3 separate regions of the Mus musculus genome follow, and all the other regions are linked to region 3. Evidence: chromatin contacts called from public Hi-C and HiChIP or PLAC-seq data. All regions are on one chromosome and are shown on one strand. Each heading gives the region's core, a stretch centred on a gene start, on an enhancer-like site or on the middle of the called end of the contact. The rest is flanking DNA. Distances are from core to core; before and after follow the strand shown. Region 1 has its middle 20 kb from the start of 4930534H03Rik. Region 2 has its middle 50 kb from the start of 4930534H03Rik. Region 3 overlaps Tmpo (thymopoietin).

The links. A called contact is a pair of places that touch in the nucleus more often than the background predicts. HiChIP or PLAC-seq counts read pairs in DNA pulled down with a chosen protein or histone mark.
Region 1: a KLF4 HiChIP or PLAC-seq map of embryonic fibroblasts shows a contact between it and region 3, with 17 read pairs. The contact joins two enhancer-like sites. A contact is called at or near these places in 7 of 39 promoter capture datasets (the 3T3-L1 cell line, the HPC-7 cell line, frontonasal cranial neural crest and 3 more), 1 of 15 datasets of contacts at CTCF or cohesin (the NIH/3T3 cell line), 77 of 484 Hi-C or Micro-C datasets (the AML12 cell line, B cells, the Ba/F3 cell line and 50 more), 15 of 115 datasets of contacts at active chromatin or transcription factors (bone marrow-derived dendritic cells, bone marrow-derived macrophages, cardiomyocytes and 9 more) and 4 of 9 other capture datasets (adipose tissue, embryonic stem cells, liver and 1 more).
Region 2: a Hi-C map of Th1 cells shows a contact between it and region 3, with 5 times the contacts expected there. The contact joins two enhancer-like sites. A contact is called at or near these places in 1 of 39 promoter capture datasets (the C10 cell line), 13 of 484 Hi-C or Micro-C datasets (the Ba/F3 cell line, CD4 T cells, the N1E-115 cell line and 9 more), 1 of 115 datasets of contacts at active chromatin or transcription factors (the SCID.adh cell line) and 2 of 9 other capture datasets (adipose tissue and liver).

Annotation. Positions count from the first base shown.
Region 1 is chr10:91,239,114-91,242,904 of GRCm38.p6, reverse strand. No RefSeq gene overlaps it. Among named protein-coding and RNA genes, the nearest start is that of 4930534H03Rik, 20 kb to the right of the region's middle. Within about 2 kb of position 1,449, at least 127 of the 459 cell types and tissues checked have an H3K27ac peak or open chromatin away from gene starts, as enhancers often do. A contact at or near this core is called in the C2C12 cell line, the C3H10T1/2 cell line, adipose tissue and 7 more, where this site is marked.
Region 2 is chr10:91,268,806-91,272,743 of GRCm38.p6, reverse strand. No RefSeq gene overlaps it. Among named protein-coding and RNA genes, the nearest start is that of 4930534H03Rik, 50 kb to the right of the region's middle. Within about 2 kb of position 1,908, at least 110 of the 459 cell types and tissues checked have an H3K27ac peak or open chromatin away from gene starts, as enhancers often do. A contact at or near this core is called in Th1 cells, adipose tissue, double positive thymocytes and 2 more, where this site is marked.
Region 3 is chr10:91,157,170-91,160,886 of GRCm38.p6, reverse strand. It overlaps Tmpo (thymopoietin), which reads left to right. Exons shown (of 4, transcript NM_011605.3): 4 at 1-470. Among named protein-coding and RNA genes, the nearest start is that of Tmpo, 13 kb to the left of the region's middle. Within about 2 kb of position 2,281, at least 99 of the 459 cell types and tissues checked have an H3K27ac peak or open chromatin away from gene starts, as enhancers often do. A contact at or near this core is called in the C2C12 cell line, the C3H10T1/2 cell line, Th1 cells and 11 more, where this site is marked.

The DNA.
Region 1 (3,791 bases), core at 200-2,699, 83 kb before region 3:
GCCCAGCAGGGCAGCTTACTCTTGAGAAAACCACACCCTCCCCTTGCCACTCTCTGTTTCTTAATAACCCCAACTTCTTCAAAATTCGAACGAAAATTCTGTGAACTCAGAATATAATGCCCAAGAAAGGAAATATGCGGAAATATGTACCCACTTCTTCCCCCTCTTCCTTCCCACAAATCTTCACACACACACACACACACACACACATACACAACCAGTGGATCTGAAAGGCAGATTGAGCCCTGCTAGTGGCCAGTCACACAATAAACCTTCCTGTTTGGGGTGGAGGACAGAGGGTGGGGGAGGAGAGGGCAATTTCAGTAGCATTGGCTTCTGGGTGAGTCTGGTAGCATAGCCCTTACTGCATACCATTGGTTTCTTCTTTAAAATGAGTTGCTATATGAACTCCCTACTCCAGTCCAGTCCAGCCTGGGCTACAGTATGCTACCATGTAGCTAAGGATGACCTTGAAAGCCTCTGATCTTCCTGCCTCAACTTTTACAGTGAGAGAAAGGGTTTTTCTGTGTAGCCCTGGCCATCCTGGAATTCACTCTGTAGATCAGGCTGGGGAGATCTGCCTGCCTCCCAAGTGCTGGGATTAAAGGCGTGTACCACCACCACCACCTGGCTTGAAATTTTATTTTGGTAGTGTTATCTTTAATCCTTTTTCTTTTCTTCAGTAATCCCAAATGCTTCCTAGGCCTTTTTCCTGCAGGAAATTCAACCCTGTAAGAAAATGTGTATGCTAGAGTCCATGTAGCTAACAAATTGCTTTTAAAAAAAAAAAAGTTTGTTTTTTTTTTAAAGGAAATTGAAAGAGGAGAAAGGAAAAAAAAGGAAACTGAAAGGTACTATTATGCATCTGTTTACAAGCTACCAGACTGTGGCTTAGAAAAGTCTTGCCCAGCGCAAGATAGCAAGGCCAGCAAGAAAATCAAGCCAAGCCTTGGAGTCTCTCTCAGCTAGATGCCAATGGATCCCGTTCCTCACATACCAGGAGTCCTGGATGAGGCCTCTGGACCAGATGTTGCTATTGAACTCTGCAGCTGTCATTTGCAATTTCCTTTTCTGTCTCCAGGGTCCACGGCTCCATTTCACTTTAAATCCAGCAGGCTCTTGCCAAACCAATGAGACAATCCCATCTGAGGCAGGACCCGTGAAATCAGAGCAGCCCCTTCAGCTTAAGCCCTGGCAGCTGGACTCCAATGCAGCAGGAGAATTATTAAATTTCCTTGACTCCACATGCCTCCCCCCCCCCGACCCCGAGAAGGAATGTCCCAGGAGACGCACACTTGACATCCTTTGGAATCCCTCAGGTATTAGAACCTAAGCAGAAATTACATATAGCGTTTTGCATTTAATTCAGACAGACACCCAAAATAAATATTTCCTGCCTGGAGTCCCTCAGTGAAGAAAGCACGCACAGTATGTGCACGGAGGGCGAGGTGCTGGAAGGATGCCCAAGAATGTGAAATCAACAGCCTGGAGCCTACTAGTTGAAAGGGTGTGAACACAGAAACCCTTCCAGAATAACCAAACCAGATAGGACTCAGGGCCAGACAGGTTTAAATGCCAGTTCCTGTGCTTGGGTGGAGAACGGGGGATTTAGCATGGTGACAAGCACTCTCTGTCCTCTACACTACCTTGTTGAAAGAAATCACTAGTGTCGCCCAGTCCTTCTCTTTAGGGTGGTCCTAAACATAAGGGATGTGTGTGCCTTAGAGACTGGAAATCAACCACCCAAGCGTCTCCTGTTAAAGTTGCCGTGCAAGCTTCCAAAGCTAGTGTCATGTCTTTCAGACAGATTGGCTAGGCATTCCAATTCTCTTTGGTCTTTGTTTTTCTTCCTGGTCCTTTGGTCTCCCCTTCACATACCCAAAGTCATCAAAGAACAGGCCTGTGTTTGTTTCATAATTCACGTGGTGCTCAAGCAGCACTGCAACCCAAAGCAGCAGCCCCAGGAAGTACAAGATGCTAAAAAGGAACAGAAAAACACTCAGCACAAAATACACTTTTTCTTTATTTTGCTTTTCTCGTCTAAAAGGAAATTTGGCATTTTAAGACAGAGGAAGGGAAATCAGAAAAATTAAAAGTTCAAAATTTTAAAGGAGACGGTTCTCAAAAGATGGCTTACCCGATGACTGATAAATTTGGAAAAAAAAAAAAAAAAAACATGTTCAATATCCTTAGCTATCAGGAAATTCCATTGAAATTCCATCTCACACCAGTCAGAATGTGAGTATCTAGCTTTGAAGAAAGTCACAAGCTTTGCTGAGGATGGGGGTGGGACCCTTAGACCCTGCTGATGAGAAGATAAAGTCGACCAGTCACCATGAAACCCAACAGCCGGCCATTCCTCGGGAAACTAAGAATAGAATCACCACATGGCCCAGCTGAATGCTTCCGAGACCACACTGGACAGAGATACCTACACGTGTGTGTTTCTCGCAGCCCTATTCCCAATGGCTACGTTCTGGAATCAGCCTAAGTGACTGCTAACAGACCACCACAGCAGCAGTAAAGTCCCAGGAAGGGAAAACTGGGCCCTTCTGGTCAAAAGGAATGAAATCTCCAGCCTGGGCAGAGACCTAATATCCCAGTTGGGCAGGAGTAACTTTCCTGGCTTAGGGACCATCCCTCAGGAAGGTGCGACACCCGTTAGAAAGGCCAGGCCCCCTGAAGCCATGCTAGAGATAGGCTGAATAACCAGTCACTTAATGAAATAATGCACTTTTTCTTCCCTGAAATATTCCTGAGTACATGTGGTACCTACAAATGGCCATGACATCTCTTAGGTGGGTTCACCTTTCTGAGTCCCACGTTTTCCTTTCTCGTTTTCCTGTATCCTTCTTTCTGATACTGGCCAGAACCTAAGTACGTCTGAGGAGTTTTGTTTGTTTGTTTTTTGGTTGGTTGGTTTGGGGTTTTTGTTTTGTTTGTTTGTTTGTTTCTGGTACTCTGGACTCCCTCAATCTTTCCTTAAAGCCGCCTCCCTGCCACATGGTTGCCAGCTGCCATATAGCCCTCCAAGCCCACTTAACTCAGACTATGTGGCTTTTTTCCTTCTCCATTCTCCTCTTCCAGACAGCTGCTGAGATTTACAGCTTTCCTGCCCTGGATTTTCTTAAATTATTTTATTAATGAGACTATGAACCCAAGAGGGGAACCCCAATTTCTCTGGATCATCTGGCAGCTACAGGAGGATCCCAAATTTCTCCTAACAAGATGATTGGATGAAGAACATGCATCAATTATCATTCCTGAGCCAGCAGGGTTCCTAACTGCGTTCTAAACACTTATGTTCACAGGACAGTGTCGGTCTCACCCCTCGCCAAAGAAGCTTCCCATCCCAGAAAGCCAAACTTGGCCAAAACCCAGAGAACAACAGATTGTAGCATGGTCATCCCCAATGGAAACAATCCAAAGCACACCCCTACACTTAAGACTCGGGGTACATCACAGAAGAGTGAGCAGAATGGACCAGGGTGTCGGCTGAGATAGTATCTTCTACAGATGACAGAAAAGCTGCACCATGCAACCGTAACAGCATGGCTGCCTCAGTCAGACCTACACACAGTGGCAAAGCCAGCTGACATGCCAGCATGGGTGGGAAAAAGGAAAAGGAAAAAAAAATCTCACAAAGCACCTCTAGATGAAGAGCTACAGCCAAGTAAAGACTGCTTAGAGAGTCAGTCAGAGTCAGTCTTCTCCAGGAATGAGTCCCTTGACAGGCGATCTAATTCCTGAGCACAAACACATGAGAGCAACAATAAACAGACTCAGCAGGC
Region 2 (3,938 bases), core at 659-3,158, 110 kb before region 3:
ACAAATATGTATATGTATGTATATATATGCATATATACATATATGTATGTGTGCATCTATGTACCTTGGATCTTTGATTGCATCATGGAGCAGCTAAGCAATGCCAGCAGCCCCTCACCTCAAGATTTCCTCTTAAGCAAGAAAAGTCAGCCGCAGTGGTTTAAGCCGGCGTAGGGAGGCTCTGGAAGGCATTCTGAGCTGACATGTCACAATTTCACTGAATTCTCCAAACATGTGAATCTCTATTTCACACACTGGAATGTGAATAAGTTCTCCACAGTCACAGAGCTAGCGGCTAATGCCAGAATTCCCGGCCAGGAACCATTTCAAACCTCAAAGAATTTTCTTCCAGGACCTTCACAGTGTAGCTCCTGACCCAGTAGGGGCATGAATATTCTCTGGGAGCCTGTTAGAGACGCAGAGTCTCTGGCCCTCCTCAGACAGATAGGCTCAGGTTGTACAATAATTTAACAAGACCTATGGTGCTGCCTGTATGTCTCTAGAAGAAAGAATAAGGAACAACCGTTGAAACCTACAGGAAGCAAATTCAACTCAACGAGAATGAGAAATTTGTAAGTGATTCCCCTTTGACGTTCCTTGGGAAGGAAAGAGCCTGGTGGAAAGCAATGAGTGCCCAACAAGGGTCTGTCCTGCACCGACAAATACCCCCGCCCCATCCCGGACTGCTGACGATGCTGTGGGGAAGAACCTTGAGATCTTTCTGCTATTGTGATTTTTCCCATTGGCCTTTCCTGAACCTGAGATTTCACTATGAAAAACATCCCTAGATGTCATTAACGCTGAAACTAGCAAATGAATGACTTTCCGGAGGAACATGCCCTGCATTGCAAGTACAGGTTTTCAGGGTGACTTCAGCAGACAGAGAAAAGTCAGAGATCCTGGGAGGTGTGAAGACGAAGGTCATGATTCTGGGCTCCCTAATGGCCCAGCCGTCTTGAAGCAGAGGAAATGAATCGAGGCTGGGCAGCTGAACCAAGGCAGCAGGCGGTGGGAAAGGGAACCTCAGGTGGCCTGGGGAAGCAAATTCTCACTATTGCCTGCTGATAACCACCTGCCGCTGGGTTTGAGGCTTCCCTCGGCTTTCTCTGTGGCGTCCCTGTCACTGACTGAGCCCCAGGCAAAAGCTGTGAACTCCACACAGACTTTGGAAGCATACACATGTAACCACATTCTCACCCTTTTGAATTTAATTCCACAGTATAATTAAGCACATACACGGCACACGCATGGCTATAATACCAGCTGTCTGTTCAATTTGGAAGTGTGTATTAAACAAATCCAAGCAAGGAGCAACAATCTCGGAGCCTTAGGCCTGGGGGAGGCGCCACACAACCAGCCCCACAAATAAGCATTTTCTGTGACACACTGCCACCAAGTGGCCAGATGCGGGAATGACAGCACAGTGAAGCACTAACGGGACAAGTCAGTTTCTTGGCTGTCCTTGGACCCCTGGCACCTGACAAACGCTCAAAAATTGTTTTTTGAACCAAATTTAATTTAACTGAGTTGGAATTAAGTGAAGTGAATTGATTAAGCATAAAATTAACAGATGTGTGTTGGAACAGTTATTAAGGTTTGTTTGGTAAGCCTTCACAATGTGCTAGCATCATGATCGTCACAGAATGGATAAGTATGGGAGGGGAGGCGGGAGGGAAGGGGGGTTGGAGGAAGGGAGATGAGGATAAAGGGAGGAAGAGAAAAAAAGATAAGTACTGTCACACCGACATGAACTAACATAAACCTATGGTCTTCTTTTCCTTTTTGTTTGTTTGGTTGGTTGGTTGGTTTGTTGTTGTTTTGTTTTGTTTTTGAGACCAGAGCCACCCAGGTGATAGGATCTAAAGGCAGGCACCACTACAGCCCAGCTGTCATGTAACCTCAGGCTGTGGGGCCCCGGAGAGAACAACAGGCACAAGCTCTCCACATCCTTATTTGATTTCAGTCTGAACCTCCCTTTGTTCTGCATTTTTGTGACCTGCCTGGCTTCTTCCTGGTTTTATACAACTTCAGAACATGCCACATGATGTGGAATAAATGCATGATGGTGTGAAATATACTTTACAGTTGACAAACAAATCCATTTTGGATTAACATGAAACGGGGCTGTCATTTTACCGACAGGGAAAGGGAGCCTGAGATGTCAGAGACCTCCCCATATCTCACGTAAAGCCCGTAGGTCTCCTCTCTAGGTCCTGCGGACTTCCTGCCTGCAGGTGGCGCACGGGGGAGCCTCCCTCACCAGGCTCGCTCACCGAAAAAATAGCAGTGGGGCCTCTGCCTTTTACACCAAGTGCCAAGAGGATCCTGCCTGGGGCCTCCAGATGTGGGCGGGGTCTCCTGCTTGCACCAGGTCCCTCCTAGGCACACACACACACACACACACACACACACACACACACACGCTCGCCCACTCTCCCCCACCCCCACGCTTGGCCTTGGCTGTCTCCTCTTCCTGCTAGCTCACAGCACTTCCACCACAGGCCTTCAACCCCATCCGAAGCTATTAAGACCCTTGTCCCTGCATGGTCACCTTGAAAACTACTTACCAGAGAGAAATTTATAGTCTTTTGGTTTTTCAAGGCAGGGTTCCTCAGTGCAGCTCAGCCCTGGCTGCCTTGGAACTCACTCTGTAGACCAAGCTGACCTCAAACTTCGCCTGCCTCTGCCTCTCAAGTGCTAGGACTAAAAGCTGGTGCCACCACCGCCAAGAAATTGATAGTCTTTAAAAAAAAAAAAAAAAAAAAAAAAGTAGCAATTTGGGAGATAGGAAAAACAGTGAGAAATTCTTGTGAAAAATATTTAAATAAGCTCTTCATTTACCATGCTAAGTCCAAAACTAGAAGTAATTGCGATGATGATGGTGTGTGTGTGTGCGTGTGCGTGTGCGTGTGTGTGTGTGTGTGTGTGTGTGTGTGTGTGTGTGTATTCAGATTTTTATATTCGTCTTTTTAGGATTTTTTATTATTTTTAAAATTGTGTGTGTGGGTAGGTGTATGCATGTAAGCGTGCCCACAGAGGCCAGAGGAGTCAGTTTTCCTAGGAGCAGGAGTTACAGATGGCTGTGAACTACCCAAGGTAAGTGCTGGGAATCAAACTCAGGTCCTTGGGAAGAATAATACATATTCTTAACCACTAAGTCATCTCTCCAGCCCTCATCTTGTTTTTGAAAACAATTTGAAATGTCTACCATGCTAACCCTAAAGAGGTCAGGGCTAACCCCCACTGGCCCCTGAGGCAGGAGAAGAAATCTCTCCCCTGGCTGCTTCTCTTGCCTCTTGTACACCTGCCTGACCACTCACTACAACAACTGGTTGTCTCACTAGTCCACAGGTTTTCTAAGATCAAGAATGGTATAAAAGAAAAACCCTACACACAGGCCTCAGAGTTGAGAGAACAATCCAGATGATTCTAGTAGGATAAGGAGATGGCTCAGTCCAAAAAGTGCCTCCTAACTGTGAGAGATTTGAGTTTAATCTCCAGAAACACAAGCCCAAGCTTGCGTTCCCAGCTCTGGAGAGGCAGGGACGAGCTAGATCCAGGCCAGCGAGGGACCCTGTCTCAAAAAACAAAACAAACACAAAACCAAGACTTGTGGCTTATAAGCAACAACACTGTCCTCTAGCAAACACACACACACAGTGGGAGGTGGGTAATGAGCCAGCCTTAAGCTCACAATTCTATCCAAACATAGCACTGGGCCTGATACATTGGGCTGAAAACCAAATCTCTTGATCATATATCATATCATATCATATCATATCATCCTCCCAGATATGAGCCTGTGGTCTATGCCTAGGGCAGGCAAAGACTGGTCCATGTGCCCTGGGAGACTGCCACAGTGACAATGACAAAGGGCCTTCTTTTATAAAGGAGAGAGGGCCACCTATTTATTACTAGCAGAGTCCAAAGACTTTGGT
Region 3 (3,717 bases), core at 1,032-3,531:
CATCTTCACTCAACATGGCTATTTTGTTAGATAAACAAGACACTACAAAGGTGGGGCTTTTTTATTTTCTACATGTATTTAAAGGTATTTTATATGTCCTACATAGATCTGGATGCTAAAACCAACAAGATGTTTTCTAAAAACCTTAAGAATTTTTACTATACCCTAATGTCTGTGTCTGTATGAAGCAATGTATCACCCTGTTTTCATTTGTATGGTTGTAAGGTAAGGAATCCTAGCTGTCGAGATGCTGTGGAAAACAGTCTCAGGCACAATCAAATACGGTCTCGGTGTCCATGTCTACCACTACCATGTTCTTAGGCTGCACAGTCCATCGCTACAGCCCTGTTACTTGTCTTTAAAATGTACATGTATACATGTACCTGTGAAGTGCTGTGTGATTTTTTTTTTTAAAGCAATGTATGCCTGTAGAATGCTTCTACAAATTCAATAAAGTTGTTAAATTTGAACAGTTTTGTGTGGTCTCCAGAAACATGTTTTATGTGTGCTTTATTCTTGGAGTTTGAACAAGCTGAATATATGTGGATGAACATGCCTTTGCCATTTCCTCATGGAAACATCCCAGTAGTGACAGGGAATATTCTACTTACCACATGTCCTCCTCACTATTTAAGGACTATGTATTTAATTGTCTGTAAAATCTAAATTTGGACAAGAACTTAATTTGTAGCCACATAGTTTGTCTAATCAATCAGTTTCTCCTTGCTAATAGGTATTTATTTATTTACTTTGCTCTATGTTGTCTGAGGTTTCTTAGATTCTTCTGAGTTAAGCAAGAACAAAAGTAGCTTTTATAATGCAGAGGAGTATACCAAATGCAGATGACAGTCATAGATCTGGTGACAGTGTTGGGGATGGAGTTGGTTGCTTGGTCTTCATTGACCTGTTTGAACTATTTTAGTTAAAAATCACTATCCAGAGGGAGGGAGAATGGCAGGTATATATGATTAACTAGGGTTAGACTGGAAGGCCAGCAAAGTCACAGAGTTCTCTTGATCGGTTTGAAGCATTGCTTCATTAAGCTTGTATAAAATTAAGCCTTAGGAATTGACTCTCTTGTTTCTTTGCTAAGAAAGCCAATTTCTAGACCTGTCTTGCTATGGTAAATGACCACAAAAGTAGAAAACAGTTCCTGTTTTGTTGAGACAGTCCCACTTTGTAGGATGTGCTAGCCTTGGACTAGAGGTCCTCTGGTGCCTGCAGCTCCAGGGGCTGGGGTTACAGATGTTCACGCTGATGGGAAGTTCTACTTTTTTTAAGAGTCTGTATAGGTCTTCGAATTACGATAAGGCCAAGGTTAAAAGAATTAGAATACTCAGCCTTTTTTTTTTTAATTTTTATTTTTTAATGTTTACACTATTGGGTTAATAACTGTAAGAGACTTTATAATTTCATTTATTATTTTGGTGCTAGGGATGGAGCCTACATATGGTCTGCTACTGAACTAGAGCCCGTAATTAAGGAGAGTCATCATTAACATTAAAGCAGTGCGGTCACATCATTGGAAGTTACCGTTAATTATTAAGTGGTTGGTGTCACACAATCTTTTCCACTTTTAAAATTCTCCCTCTTGTGATATTTTAATAGGTAACCTTTGTCATACAGCAGTAATGTATTACAAGGACAGAATGGTTGTCACTTCCAAGTTTGCCTTGGTTTTTAATGAAAATGCCTCCCCAGGGTCAGCCAGCTTGAAAACCCTTTAATCCCAGTTAAAATCCCAGTCTAGGGGTGGGGAGAATGGAAAAGAGTAAGTAGGGAGAAGTAGCCAGATTAAACACTGGTACTGGATATTTTTTTAAAAAGGGGGGAGGAACTAAGTTTATAAGAGTGTATGTTCAGCCTGTTCTGTTTTCTATGAAAGGGTTTAAGATAAATCTTACTAAACATCTTTTTCTCTGGTGAGGTATTAAAATTAAACAGATCGTCACATGTACTAATGTGCCTACGACCAGTACTGTTAGTAAAAACGTGACTCCAGCGTTCCAATGAATAATGATTTCCTCGATGTTATTTCCAGACTCTAAAATAGAGCTGAAGCTTGAGAAGAGGGAGCCGCTAAAGGGCAGAGCCAAGACGCCAGTCACACTGAAGCAGAGAAGGACTGAGCACAATCAGGTATTTGTAGTTTTATGATCCCCGTGTCCAGGTGTGTCATCTGACTAGTATCATCCACCCCATGTCTTGACCTTTGGTGCACACACGCCGTGCAGCCTGCTCACCCCACTGACTGGATTCATGGTTGAGTGGTGTGGGGCACATACTTTGTGAGATGTGTCATCAGCATAGCCTCCGTTGTTTATTGGATTTAAGTAGTCTAGCATTAGTCATGCTGCCTGTTTCTGATTTGGGCGCAGCAGTTTTGAACCTGGGGTCTCGGGTATGGCAGGCCAGCCTTCCACCCTCCTGCTTCTTCCTCTTGAGATGATTGCTTTAGAAGATAAAATGCACCCTTTTTGATGCAACTTTGAAAGCTCGGGAAAGTTTCATTTGTGTCTAGATTTCTCAGTTGAATTTCCTTTATTTGTAGCTTCTTAACACTCTGAAGCTAGCTAGTATGGTACATTATTTAAAATGACAATTTCCTCTTTTGGGGGGATGGGACAGGAAGGGCAAGGTAGAGTTTTCAAAAGAAAACTGGGGAGAGAATGAGCATAGGCATCAATAAAGACCTTCTTTTACAGAGGGAAATGACTGGCTCTGATTTAGCCTCCACACCCTAGGTTCTTTTCCTCATCTTTACTCGTTAGCTTGAAAATGTGTCAGTTTGTTGTTCATCTATCTTTTCCATGTTCTGTCTGCCTCTGGTTTCTGTGGTGTTTTTGAAACAGTACTTCACAATGAAGCCCTGGCCTGCCTGACCAGGCTGGTCTCTAACTTGTAGAGCTTTCTGCTTCCTGAGAGATGGGATTACAGAGATGGGATCCCAGTTGTGCACCGACAGGTCCTGCTTCCTTCCTTCCGTGTGATCGGAGGGGAGAGGCAGGGTCCTGTTCTCCTGACCCTTTACAGGACTACAGGAGTGTACCACCAATCCTGGCCAAAAAATGGTTTACTGCATAATTAAGTTGAGTCTGAACAATACGTCTATACTAATTCCCACCGTGGCTGTTTCTCCGTCCTCCGTTTGGCGACCGTAGTTAACCATGTCGGTATTTCCTGCTTGCTGCAGGTGGCAGGTGGTTTTCAAGGGTTTTATCTGTTTCTTGATACCCTGTGTAATCTGGCATACTGGGGCTAGACCTGCATGTGGCAGTGCAGAGACTTGGGCCTTTTTTCCTTTTGTAGTCACAATAAAAATGTTTGTCAGTTCTGGAGTAGTCTCGTTTTAACTGTTAGAGTTAGACTATGGACTCCTATCTATTTAAATAGAACTATGGAGCTGGTGACTACTGTATTGGACAGCTTAGCCCTAAAGGGTTGGTCTGGGTTTGGGTTCAGTTTCTTTGAAAAGAATACTTCATAAATGATGTTGTAGCCTTCCTACTGATCATTTCAGGAAATATGAATTTCCTTCAAAACTATTAAAATTAATTAATAGTTCAGCTGTTGGTCTTTTCAGTTAAGGATTTTAACAGCTGTGAATAATACTGCCTAAACCCGTGACTTTATTATAGTCACAAAGTGATGACTTCTCACCATGTGATTTGATATCTGTGACTGATTACCTCATGTTCCTGGGTAAGATCCTTAGCT